Regions from separate parts of the Mus musculus genome. Here region 1 is linked to region 2. Evidence: chromatin contacts called from public Hi-C data. All regions are on one chromosome and are shown on one strand. The core of a region is the stretch at or near the end of the contact, and the rest is flanking DNA. Distances in the headings are between cores, read along the strand shown. Region 1 holds the start of Arl8b (ADP-ribosylation factor-like 8B). Region 2 holds the start of Itpr1 (inositol 1,4,5-trisphosphate receptor 1).

The links. Hi-C and Micro-C count contacts between places; a contact is called where the count stands out from the background.
Region 1: a contact with region 2 is called in a Hi-C map of LSK cells, with 4 times the contacts expected there. The contact joins the promoter of Arl8b here to the promoter of Itpr1 in region 2. A contact is called at or near these places in 4 of 39 promoter capture datasets (cranial neural crest, embryonic stem cells, erythroid cells and 1 more), 10 of 484 Hi-C or Micro-C datasets (CD4 T cells, the G1E-ER4 cell line, LSK cells and 6 more), 8 of 115 datasets of contacts at active chromatin or transcription factors (astrocytes, bone marrow-derived macrophages, effector CD8 T cells and 5 more) and 3 of 9 other capture datasets (adipose tissue, macrophages and pancreatic islet).

What each region holds. Positions count from the first base shown.
Region 1 is chr6:108,780,465-108,785,915 of GRCm38.p6, reverse strand. It overlaps Arl8b (ADP-ribosylation factor-like 8B), which reads right to left and starts at 2,857. Exons shown (of 7, transcript NM_026011.3): 1 at 2,539-2,857. The coding sequence starts at 2,661.
Region 2 is chr6:108,211,034-108,216,566 of GRCm38.p6, reverse strand. It overlaps Itpr1 (inositol 1,4,5-trisphosphate receptor 1), which reads right to left and starts at 3,471. Exons shown (of 62, transcript NM_010585.5): 1 at 3,214-3,471; 2 at 2,289-2,364. It overlaps Gm38872 (predicted gene, 38872), which reads left to right and starts at 3,649. Exons shown (of 3, transcript NR_167935.1): 1 at 3,649-3,712; 2 at 3,794-3,961; 3 at 4,127-4,311.

The sequences.
Region 1 (5,451 bases), core at 1,608-4,107, 570 kb before region 2:
ATAAGAGAAACTGAGTATCTTTGTTCTTGAACAGTCCAACATATTAGGATTGGACCACAGAAAAGAAATTAAGTTTCCCAATGTAAACTAGCTGACGTCAATTCATTAAATCGTCCTCCAATGTTTAGGAATATGCAGGGACATCTACCTGGGAGAGTCTAGTGGGAGGATCTCTACTTGTTTGCCAACTGGGACTACCTAGTGAGTTCAAGGTCAGAGGACCACAGAGTGAAACTCTGTCTCAAAAGAACAAAGACTAGATGAAAGAGAGAAACAAGATAAGCTGGTAGTGTCTAAGGAGTCAGCCTCTTTCTCAGCATTTTAAACCCCCATCGAGTACTTACAGTCCAGCCTTTTTTCTTCTTTCCCGAAATTATTTTTATTCCGGGTGTGTTGGGTGGGGTTCCTTACGGTGTAGCCCTGCCAGGTCTGGTACTTGTTATGTAGGTGTACAACATCAGGCAGACCCTCAAACTTGGAAGCATCATCCTGCCTCGCCTCCTTAATGCTGGAATTACGGGTAAGCATCACCAAGTCTTGGACGTTAACATTTTTAATTGACAGACCATAATTATGTATGTGTGTATGGGGGGGGGGTAGTGTAAAGTTTTATGATATATACAGAATCTGTAATGGCTAAAGTAAGTTAAACATGGCCTCTCTTTTTTTGGGTGATCTTTAACAGCTCACCTACACCACCATAATTCATAAAGAATAGTGTAATATTGATAGCAGGAGGTCGACAGCACTGCTGAGATTGGATAGTTGTTACAAAGAATCTAACTCAAAAGGAAGGGGGGTTGAAGGTGCTTCCTTCCCACAAGCCATAAATCTGCAACCGTAGACAACACTGGCCTGAGAGTCAAAGGAAATGAGCCCGGCTCAGTCCTTTCTCAACGTATCTCCTTGTGCCTGCTTTGGGTAGTACAGCCATCTACATGTTAACACTTCCCTCCTCCTCCTGGTTAGACCTCAGAGCAACTCTGCTAAGGACTCTATTGTTATCTGCACTTCATAGACAAGAAAACAGAAATCGACTCAACCAGACCCAAGGCTGCTAAGATCCAGATTGCAAATCCAGAACTGCATGGCATAAAAGTTCAGGCTTGTTATATATATCAAGCTACACTGCCCAGTGATAATACAGGCATGAGAGTAAGCAGTACATCTCTTAAATCCTACTCATTGGTGCAGGTCCTTGCATTAACTCCTCCGCAGCAAATACAACTGGCCATCCCAACACACCCACGTGTACCATTTCGATCTTGCCCAAGGGACAGGAGTCCCGAGGAAACTCCAATTCTTATCTAGGGTAACAGAAAATGAACAGCTTGAAGCCTGTAGAAAAGTTCTAGTATGAAAGAGTCTAAAGTCTGTTCTGCCTTGTTCTCTTGGGGTCGGGGTAGAGGCAACATAGAAAGAGCCTAACATGAAGTTCGGGAAAGTTTCCTTACACTTATATATTCAGCCATCTTCGAAAGAGATTTGAGCCTCCGCTCCTCTCTCTGACGCCTGTTGCTCTATTACTACAGGGACTGAGTCACACGTTACCTAGGTTTTCCCAGGGCAGTGTGTAGCCAAACCAGTCGGGCAGCTCAGCTGTCTCCTGTGTGAGGATTGCAACAATCCTCTTGAAGGTCTAGGAACTGCCGCCACTTCTCATCAGAACAATTGTAAAGCTCAACCCTCTAAGTACAGCCCTAAAACTGTGCAATGACTCCTTGGCTCCAAAGACTGACATTCACGCCCATTCCTTTCCCAACCAATCAAAGACGCAAAACTCAACGACCACTCTCCCACCGAATTCACATTATATTTACTAGGCAACTTCCCTGAGCCTCCATAAGCTACGTCCCAATCCAAACAAATTCCTTCTGCAAGAGGGAAGAAAAAAAAAAATCTCTCTAAAGACCAAAGCCTGCAAACTTTATGTTGAATGCAGATCCATCTATCTACCCGTTTAACACAATCAGCTGTGGAGAAACCGAGACTCGCCTCGCCCTTGCTCCCTGTCTTAGAAAATACTGGGATCTGAATGGTCTCTCCAACAGCTTCCCCCAGTAAGCTAGGTCATCAGTTTGCTCTCCGACGCTCCATGGACAAGTGACAAAGACCAAGCGAACTGGAGGCGCCGAGGCTCCCCCTGGCATTCACAGAAGCGCCCACACGGGTTGCCTGCTTTCACAATGCGACTCCATCGTCCCAAGTGGAGACTTAGGAGAGGCGTCCCCTTCGCAGGCGTTCTGGAAAAGGCCAGGCTCACCCGTCCGGGTGAACAAGTGACAGGTTGGAATTAACCCTTCAGCCTCTACGGCCCGAAAGGCAGCAAGTGTGGCAGACTCGGATTAACCCTTTCCAGGCCGTGTTAAAGGCACAGCCCCCACCACCACCACCAAAACGCAACGTGGAATTGACCCTCCTGCTGCCGACCCTCCGGCTACAACTCCGAGGCCCACACACGCAGGATCGCCCGGCCCGGCCTTCGGGGAGGTGACAGGCGCGAGACGCCGGCCAGGCCGCCCGCAGAGGGCTGCTCACCGCGATGACATTGACGAAGGTGGTCTTGCCGGAGTACTGCAGCCCCACGAGCGTCAGTTCCATCTCCTCCTTCCAGAAGAGCGAACGGAACCAGTCCAGCAGGCGGGAGATGAGCGCCAGCATGGCGGCGGCCGGCTGCGAGCGTGGACGGGCGCGGACGACAGCGGACACTCTTTCCCACGAGCGGGTATCGGCCCCGAACCCGCCAACGGCTCTTCGGCGGGGCCCCTGGCGCGACGCGGGCAGACAGAGGCTGGCGGCAGCGACGGCCGGAGCCAGGAAGCCCAGCGGGTCATATGACTCGCCCTACCCCCCCCACGCCTGGCCCAGCGCAGGCGCGGAAGCGCACGGAAAGAGCGGCGCGGTCCCGTAGACTCCCAGCGCCCTCCGGCGACATCGCCACCTGATGGTGAATCCCACGACACACCCTTCCCTCGCCTTGGTGCCAATTCACTTGTCACATGCCTTTCCTCTTTTCTTTTCTTTCTTTCTTTTTTTTTTTCCCCCCAAATTATGGGTCTCCCAGCAAACGCATGTCAACAATTTCAGTACTTGAGAGGTGGAGGCAGGAGGATCAAGAGTTCAATAAACACAGAAGGTGGGGTTACAGAAATGACTCGGTGGTTAAAAGTGCTTGAGGCTCTTTCAGAAGACCCAAGTTCAGGACCCAGCACCCACACCTGGCAGCCCTCATCAGCCTGTAACTTCAACTCTGGGGGATCCAGATCTAGGGCTTTCTGACCTTGTACATTCTGCAAACATATGCGCATACTCCCACAACGAAACACATAAATAATAATAATCTTTAAAAAAAAACAAAGAGTTGGTCCTCGTTCACTTTTTGATTGAATTTTCCTATAATTGTTCATTGGCAATGTACCCTGAAGGAAAAAGTTAATACTCGGAGGAATTGAACACGGAATAAAAAAAAAAAAAAATCAGAATCTGGGATGGGGATGTAACCCAGTGGTAGAATGCTTGCCTGGCCTGTATGGAGCACTCTGGGTCTAACTAGGGCTCAAGGGAGGATGGGGCAGAGGCAGTGATCCGAATGTAAAGTGAATAAATAAATGAATTAATTAATAGGGAAAATTTCTTTCCCAGCATGTGAAAGACACAGGGTTTGTTTCTAACACAGCAAAACATTAGTGACAGCAAAATCCCTGCCCTCCTGCGGGTTACAGTCCAGTGTGGAGAACAGAACATATACAGCAAACAAACGAGAAAATGCCACGTGGTACTTAACACTATAAAGAAGAGGAACAGAGAAGAAGCTGGAGCCGGCCTGCTTGTCTTTAAGTCAGGTGGTCCTGAGTGGAAAGGCTTGAGGGAAGTGAGAAGGAGAAGCAGGCTGACGTTTGGTAGAAGCACATTCCAGGAAAAGACCCTGAATGGGGAAGGACAGTGAAGTGGTTTGGACTTTGAAGGATGGTGTGCCTGGGGCGAGGGGGAAATGATGGAATTATATTTTAACTGAAAATATATTTTTAAAAAGGAACTCCAGCTGGCTGCCCCAACTTCCCCAGTTGATTTCTGCTTCATATTTGTAAATCTCTAACTTAATGGATGCTTTCTTTGTTAGCTCTCTCCATCAGCTACTCTAGTCATCTCTGCTGGATGTTGTGACCTTGCAGTTTGATGGAGTGGGGCTACCAGTCTACTACTTGCTATTTATCCTTTTACTTTCACTTGCTGTACACTTAAGAAGTTCATTTAAAACCAAAAGTGTAGCTATTGTAGGTTATTCTCTGGACAGTACCCAACACTGGCAAAGATCGGTGGAAGCCTGGAGTAGGGAGAGGTGGAAGAGAATTCAGGGACCAGAGGGAGTGGGATATGGTGGCACGAGTTTGGACTTGATTATACAAGATGGGAAGACAGAAGGTAGCCTGAAGACTTAATTGTTTTTACTGTGTGTGTGACTTGCCTGCACATGTGTCTTCGCACCACATGCATGTGGTACCTGAGAAAAGCAGAAGAGGATATTGGGTCCCCTGGAACTGGAGTTACAGACAGACAGTTGTTGACCTCCATGGTGGTCCTCTGCAAGAGCAGCAAGCACTCAACTGCTGTGGTACCTCTGTAGCCCCTATGAAAAGACTGACTGTGTGTGTGTGTGTGTGTGTGTGTGTGTGTGTGTGTGTGTGTGTGAGAGAGAGAGAGAGAGAGAGAGAGAGAGACAGAGACAGAGACAGAGAGACAGAGACAGAGACAGAGAGACAGAGAGAGAGACACACACACAGAGAGAGAGAATTGGTCCGAGGACAATTTGTAAGAGTTGATTCTCTGCTATGTGGGTTCCAGGCTGTACAGCAAGTGCCCTTACAAGCTGAGCCACCCTGCCAGACCTCGTTACATTTCTCAACGTTTACTGGGAATATTGCTGCCAAACCTGACAACCCAAGTTCCATCCCCAGGCCTCTCACAATGGAAAGGAAAAAAAAAAATAGTTATAGCAAGTTGCTCCCTGATCTCCACATACCTGGCATGGCTCTTGTGCACAAATCAATAAAGAAATGTTAAAAAGAGTTTGTTTTAAAGTTCAATGAAGGGGCTGGAGAGATGGCTCAGTGGTTAAGAGTACTGACTGCTCTTCCAGAGGTCCTGAGTTCAAATCCCAGCACCCACATGGTGGCTCACAATCATCCGTAATGGGATCTGATGCCCTCTTCTGGTGTGTCTGAAGACAGCTACAGTGTACTCATATACATAAATAAATATAAATAAATCTTTAAAATAAAAAAAATAATAAAGTTCAATGAAGCAGGCCTATAGAAAATTGCCTAGCCGGGCGTGGTGGCACGCGCCTTTACTCCCAGCACTCGGGAGGCAGAGGCAGGTGGATTTCTGAGTTCGAGGCCAGCCTGGTTTACAAAGTAAGCTCCAGGACAGCCAGGGCTATACAGAGAAACC
Region 2 (5,533 bases), core at 2,222-4,721:
TTTTTTGTCTGTTGTTCGTATTTGGTATCTGTTGTTTCATTTGGTTTGTTTTAAAAGAGCTGCCTGTATTTAAAAAAAAAAAAAAAAGTAGAACAGAATCTCCATGAGATCATTATTAGCTAAGAAGCCATGTGAAGTTTTCTCAAGTCCTTTCCTTGCACACCATTGAATTAGTTCCAGAGTGTCCCATTCCCACCCCACCTCCACGGTCTAGTGTTTTTGCAGCTGAAACCACTTTGAGGGCAAAGTCAACAGATTGTTCTTGTGGCACTAACCTATTTCTCTTCTAAGCCACCACTGCTCCTCCCATTCCTCAAGGGAGGCTGGCAAAAGGAGCCACCTTTTTGCATGGGTAATAATGCCTCAGTGACTTTCCTGGGCGGGCTTCGATGGAGAGGCCGGAGTGATTCATTTGGAACATAAAGAACTTCCCTTGCTTAGTTAGAAGGAAATCTTGATGAGATTTTCTGTTCCGAATTGATTTAGTCAAGAGCAGATTGTGCTTGCCCCGTATACTCATGCAATGCACACATCCATGAAAGAAATGGGGAAAGAAAGAAAGGAATGGAGAAGAAAACCACTGCAACAACTAGTTGCCAGGCAAGCCAGAGGCCACAGGACAAGCTACCAACATTCCACAGGTAAAACTAAAGCGGTTTAAGCTCTCCAATTATTCACGTAGAGACACACCTGACTCCTTCAAACCTGCTCAGGTGCCGTGATGTGAATGACCACGCTATACTTCAGATATGAGCCAGGCCTAAGGCTGCACGGAGACACTGGCTTTCCTCTGGTTTTCCTTAACTGTCCTGATTCAAGCTTTCAACACAGAGCTTTCCAAAATGAATTCAGCCCAACGTCAAATCCTCCTACAAATACCTACAGTCTTTTATCCCTGCCAATGGCGCTATCATTTTCTTCATACATCAAACTAAGAATAGCTTGTACATTGTTGGTAAGACATAAATAAGTTAATGCATTAAGATCAATATGTTTACTATTTTTCCTAGCATCTCCCCCCACCCCCCGCCCAGTTCTCCATAAACTTAAACACAAGCGGTACACATTACTGCCCGGGCTGCCCAGTGACTTCATTCTGTATCTTGGTTTCTTTACCCACATCTAAGGTCTTCTGGGATACAGCTCTGCAGCTGGCTTGCTACTACCTAATGGAACAGCCTCATTATTTTTAGGCAAAAGATAGAGAAGAGTCTGTGGACCAGTTAACCTCGTCTGTAATGTACTTCAAAGAGAAGGCTGACCCCAAGCTTTAATCAACATAGACTTAAGTCCACAGAAGAACTAGCCTTCCCTTCCAAATGTTTCCCGCTCTGCCAGTATTCCTGAGGACCTTATCAACAGGAAACAAAAGCATTCTACTACCATAATGAAGTATCTGGCTTTTATTCACTAATTAGAAAAGCCCAAAGATTGTAGCCCAGGGAACAGCTAAATATTTAGGACATTAAAGAAGTTACCAAGGACCAGCTGCCCACAGCTCACCACCCACCCCTATTAACTTGTTGTTTACTCAATTCCCAGACATTTTAGGAAAACAAAAACAAAAACAAAATCCAATGGCCAAACCTGAAACCATAGTGGCACCTGTACCTACAGAAGCTTTATTTTCTAGAAACGGGCTGTGATGGTTTTAAATATGCCATTATACTGACAGAAATGCTGCCTGCCCTCAGCTCCTCATCCAGGAACAGGTCCCAAAGCAAGAGAAGCCCGCTGGGTTCCTTGACATTCAGGTGGCTCCAGTGAAACCCTGGAAGCGACTGTAGTATTCTTTAAGCTCTTCCTTCCCGTTTTTAAGTTCTCATTCTTTCAATTTGTCACTTTCATTTCTTGCAGCCCAGCCCATTCTGGGTACAGGCATGCCCACAACCGAACAGAACAAAGTGACAGTTTGTGAAAGGGAGGGGTATCTCACTCTTGCTTAGGGATCTTGGCAGATGAAAAGTTCTGCATCTTTGGGAATTAAACTAATGAGGGCTCCTCTCAGGCTGGTAAGGGACCACCCACTTTACAGTCCCTTTAACTGCACGTTGTGGTCGCTTACCGACATCTTCCCCACCCCACCCCCCTCACCCCGCCATGCTTCACTTCTGAGCGACCTTCAAAAGTGGCTGTCACTAGACCTTTACTCACCCAAGACCATGACCAATTTTGACCACGGTGTCTTTCTTTTCCCTACTTTACCTCTATGGCAGCTACAAGAGGACTTAGAAAATGCTTAGGACAAAAACCCATTTTTGACTACAGCACTCGGCTCGCACACTCACCTGACCCAGGTCAGGCACTCTGTAGCCAATGGACGCCCAGCCAAGGATGCAAATCCTGGTCCCTTGTAATCAGCTCCTAAATATTTAACAAAGAAAGAAGACTGAGTAGGGGATCTCGCGAGGGTCTATCAGAAATTCTCAAATCCAAGTTTTGACTTTTATAGCCTCCGCTTTTCCTGCAGATCCCACTCCCCTCCAAATTTAGCAGCTAAGTCGGAGGGATCTCTTTCCCCCAAATAAAAGCAAACCCAGCATGCTTATTTCCCGTCAGTAGCTGGCCAGAAAGATCAGACACGCAGAAACTTCGAACACGCCGGATGGGGATTGAAGGTGGATGGAAGTAAGGGACGTGTTGAGATCCCAAAGCACTTGTTTCCCCGCGTGGAGGCCAAGTATGTGAAACCCGCGTCCTCATTGGGCACGAGCTCCGTCCACACTTCTTTCCTCATCGCCCCCCCCCCCCTTCCTCCGGTTTTCTTCCTTTTTTTTTTTTTTAACCCACGGGGACCCCCACGCATGCATTATCCTACCAGCTGAGCAGCGCAACAGGGCTAGCTACATTTTTAGAAAGATTATTTCCTTGAGCGAACTCATATGACCCCCTCAAATACCCCCCCCCAGGGGGAAAAAAAACTATTTCCTGCAGACACTCCAACCGTTTCCAACTTGGGGGAATGCCATTTCAATACGGGGAAGGAGGTTGAAACCGGTCACTAGAGTCGAGGACGTTTGGGGTTACTTAAGCCTGAAAAAAAATATATACCTCCCCCCAAAACTGTTCACAGGGAAAGAAGCCCCAAAATACACGCCAAGTGCATGCAAAGCCACCAAAGCCACCAAGAACTCCCGGTGATCAGGGCAAAAACTTCTGCGCACGGGAGCTAGTGCCAACTCCCCGCGCCCTCTGCCCGGCCCCAGCAGCTACCTTGGTGACCGGGGAGCCACGCCGGTTTGGGGGATCAGGACCAGGAGAGGGGTTAGCAGCCGCTGGGCAATCCCATGTCCGCGAAGAGGGAGCTCGTTCCGTTAGGATGGGAGCGGAACACCCACACCTCCTCTCGGCGTGCGCTTTCTCTCTCTCCACCCTCTGCCTCCACCTCCTCCACCACCACCACCTCCTCCTCTCCTCCCACCCCGGCAGGCTTGAGGAAACGCTTCAGCAGAACATCCACATGGTTACTGCACTTTAAAGCAGCGCCCGACCGCTTATATAGGCCGGGAAGCTCCCTGGGCAATGTAGTCCGAGTCCCAGGTCGTGCCGGCGCCTGGGGCTGCGCAGAGGGACTACAAGTCCCAGAATCCCCTGGGCTCCGGGGCTGGGTTCTAAATAGACTCCCGCGCGCTGACCAGGGGTGGGAGGGGGAAGAGGCGCCCAGGCTGAAGGCTCGGGTTGCGAACTTGTGTCTGAACACCGGACTCCCCAGGTTTGGCAAGCCCGACCCACTGGGTATGTCCCCTACCTCTGTGAACCCTTCTCTTTTGACTTGTATCTTCCCTTCCTAAAGTCAGGTGTCACTAGGGTCCGGAGAGAGAGGAAGAGCTCGGATTACTGCTTCGGGAAGTTTTTACAAGCTATTTACCCACCCCCGCGCGCCCTGTGTCCTGGAGCCAAGAATTTCAGAAATCCGAGGCACAAAAACGCCAGTGTTTGCGGTCAAGGATTAAAGAAACAAGTTTGTCTTTATTAAATCTGGTCTAGTTTTTTATTGGATCCTGCTAGTGTCTGCATGAAAAACTAAGTCTGGAAATGGGGTGGTCCCTGCTATTGAGGATGCGGGGTAATCGTGTGAGAGCCCTTTTCTGAATTCGAGCTGGGTCTGTCTTTCGTCGCCCGGTAGGAGGTAAAAGAAACGCTACCCTGACGAGTGAGCAAATAAAGGAACCATGTTGTGACTTGCTGATGTTGTGATCGCGAAGCAGGAAAGAAATACAAACCGCGACCTCGGTCCTGACCCCGCTTCTAAGACCCCTATGCTCCTGGAATCTGTAAACGCTAAAGTAAATAAACCGCAAACCAAAAAAATAAGGGCTTCAGAGAAAACTGCTTATACTAAGATGAGTGCGTCCAGGCGAGGCGTGCTGCAAGTCTTCAACCCAAGCCTCTGGGCTGAAATGGATTTCCACACACCAGAAAATAGTGTAGGCTCCAGGCTGCAAAGTGCATAGAACTTTGGTCTTGGGAAGAAGAGTTTGCATCACAGGCAAAGTTATCCTACTGTCTCCTTCCCCATCCCACCCTACAAACTAGACTGCACGTATTCATTCCACAAACGTTCCCCGGGTGTCATCTGGGTGCCAGGCCAGGCACTGTGCCAGGATATGAGAGCGCGCCAAAATATATCATAACATCCTAAATGGGGGTCTGTCTGCTACCGCTAAAGACCTGTTAACAGTAATCCTTGTAATGAAAACAAATGGTTCTACAGAGCTCAGCCTACCTGCTTTCTGTACAGCATGCTATTGAGTGTCACTGATTCTGGGTTTGTAACCTCTTTGTATACAGCAGGTATAAGGCCAAAGAACAGGACAAGCCAGGTTAACTTTGGTCTCCTTTGCAACTCCAACCTGTACCTATACTAAGCACTTGCCCATTGGGACCTCCATCACCACCTCCTTAAAGGAGCCCCTCCTATTTTAGGAGCAGCCTCTAAGCCCTTAGGCAAATCACCTTGAACTCTTTACCCCAGGTTTGCCATCTAGAGAGGGATTCAATACTCATTAATGTTTGCCTGTTCTCTTTTCCTATTACGTGATTCAACAGCCTTGCCTCCTCTCGTGAAACTTTAAGAACAATAGAGGGCAAAATAGGTAACAATTATTGCATATTTAGTGCTCAACCTAACCATTAGGGGCATCACACGGGTGCGTCCTGTGGCCCAGGCATTGTTTCTAAGTAATTTAAGTAGATCATTTCAGCGATAGCACATGGAAAGCTAAAGGCATGCAGGTTAAGTTATATCCAAAAGGCACCGTTGGCAATCTAGGAGGCAAGTGGGGATGCTTCAAGCTGCCTGTCTGTCCTCGGGAAAAACCCCAACTTGTCACCACAGAGGAATCCACACCTTTCATATCTGTTGTTTTTTCCTTTCCCCGATAAAAACAACCTGATCCACTTTCCAAGTCCCTTTGACCCTAACTTTCAAGCAATTTCAACAAATCAGCCCACAAAACGGGTGGGGGTTGCTTCATGATATTCTAATGTGGATTTGCAAAAGAATCCTTGGCCATAGTTGAGAGGCACCGGC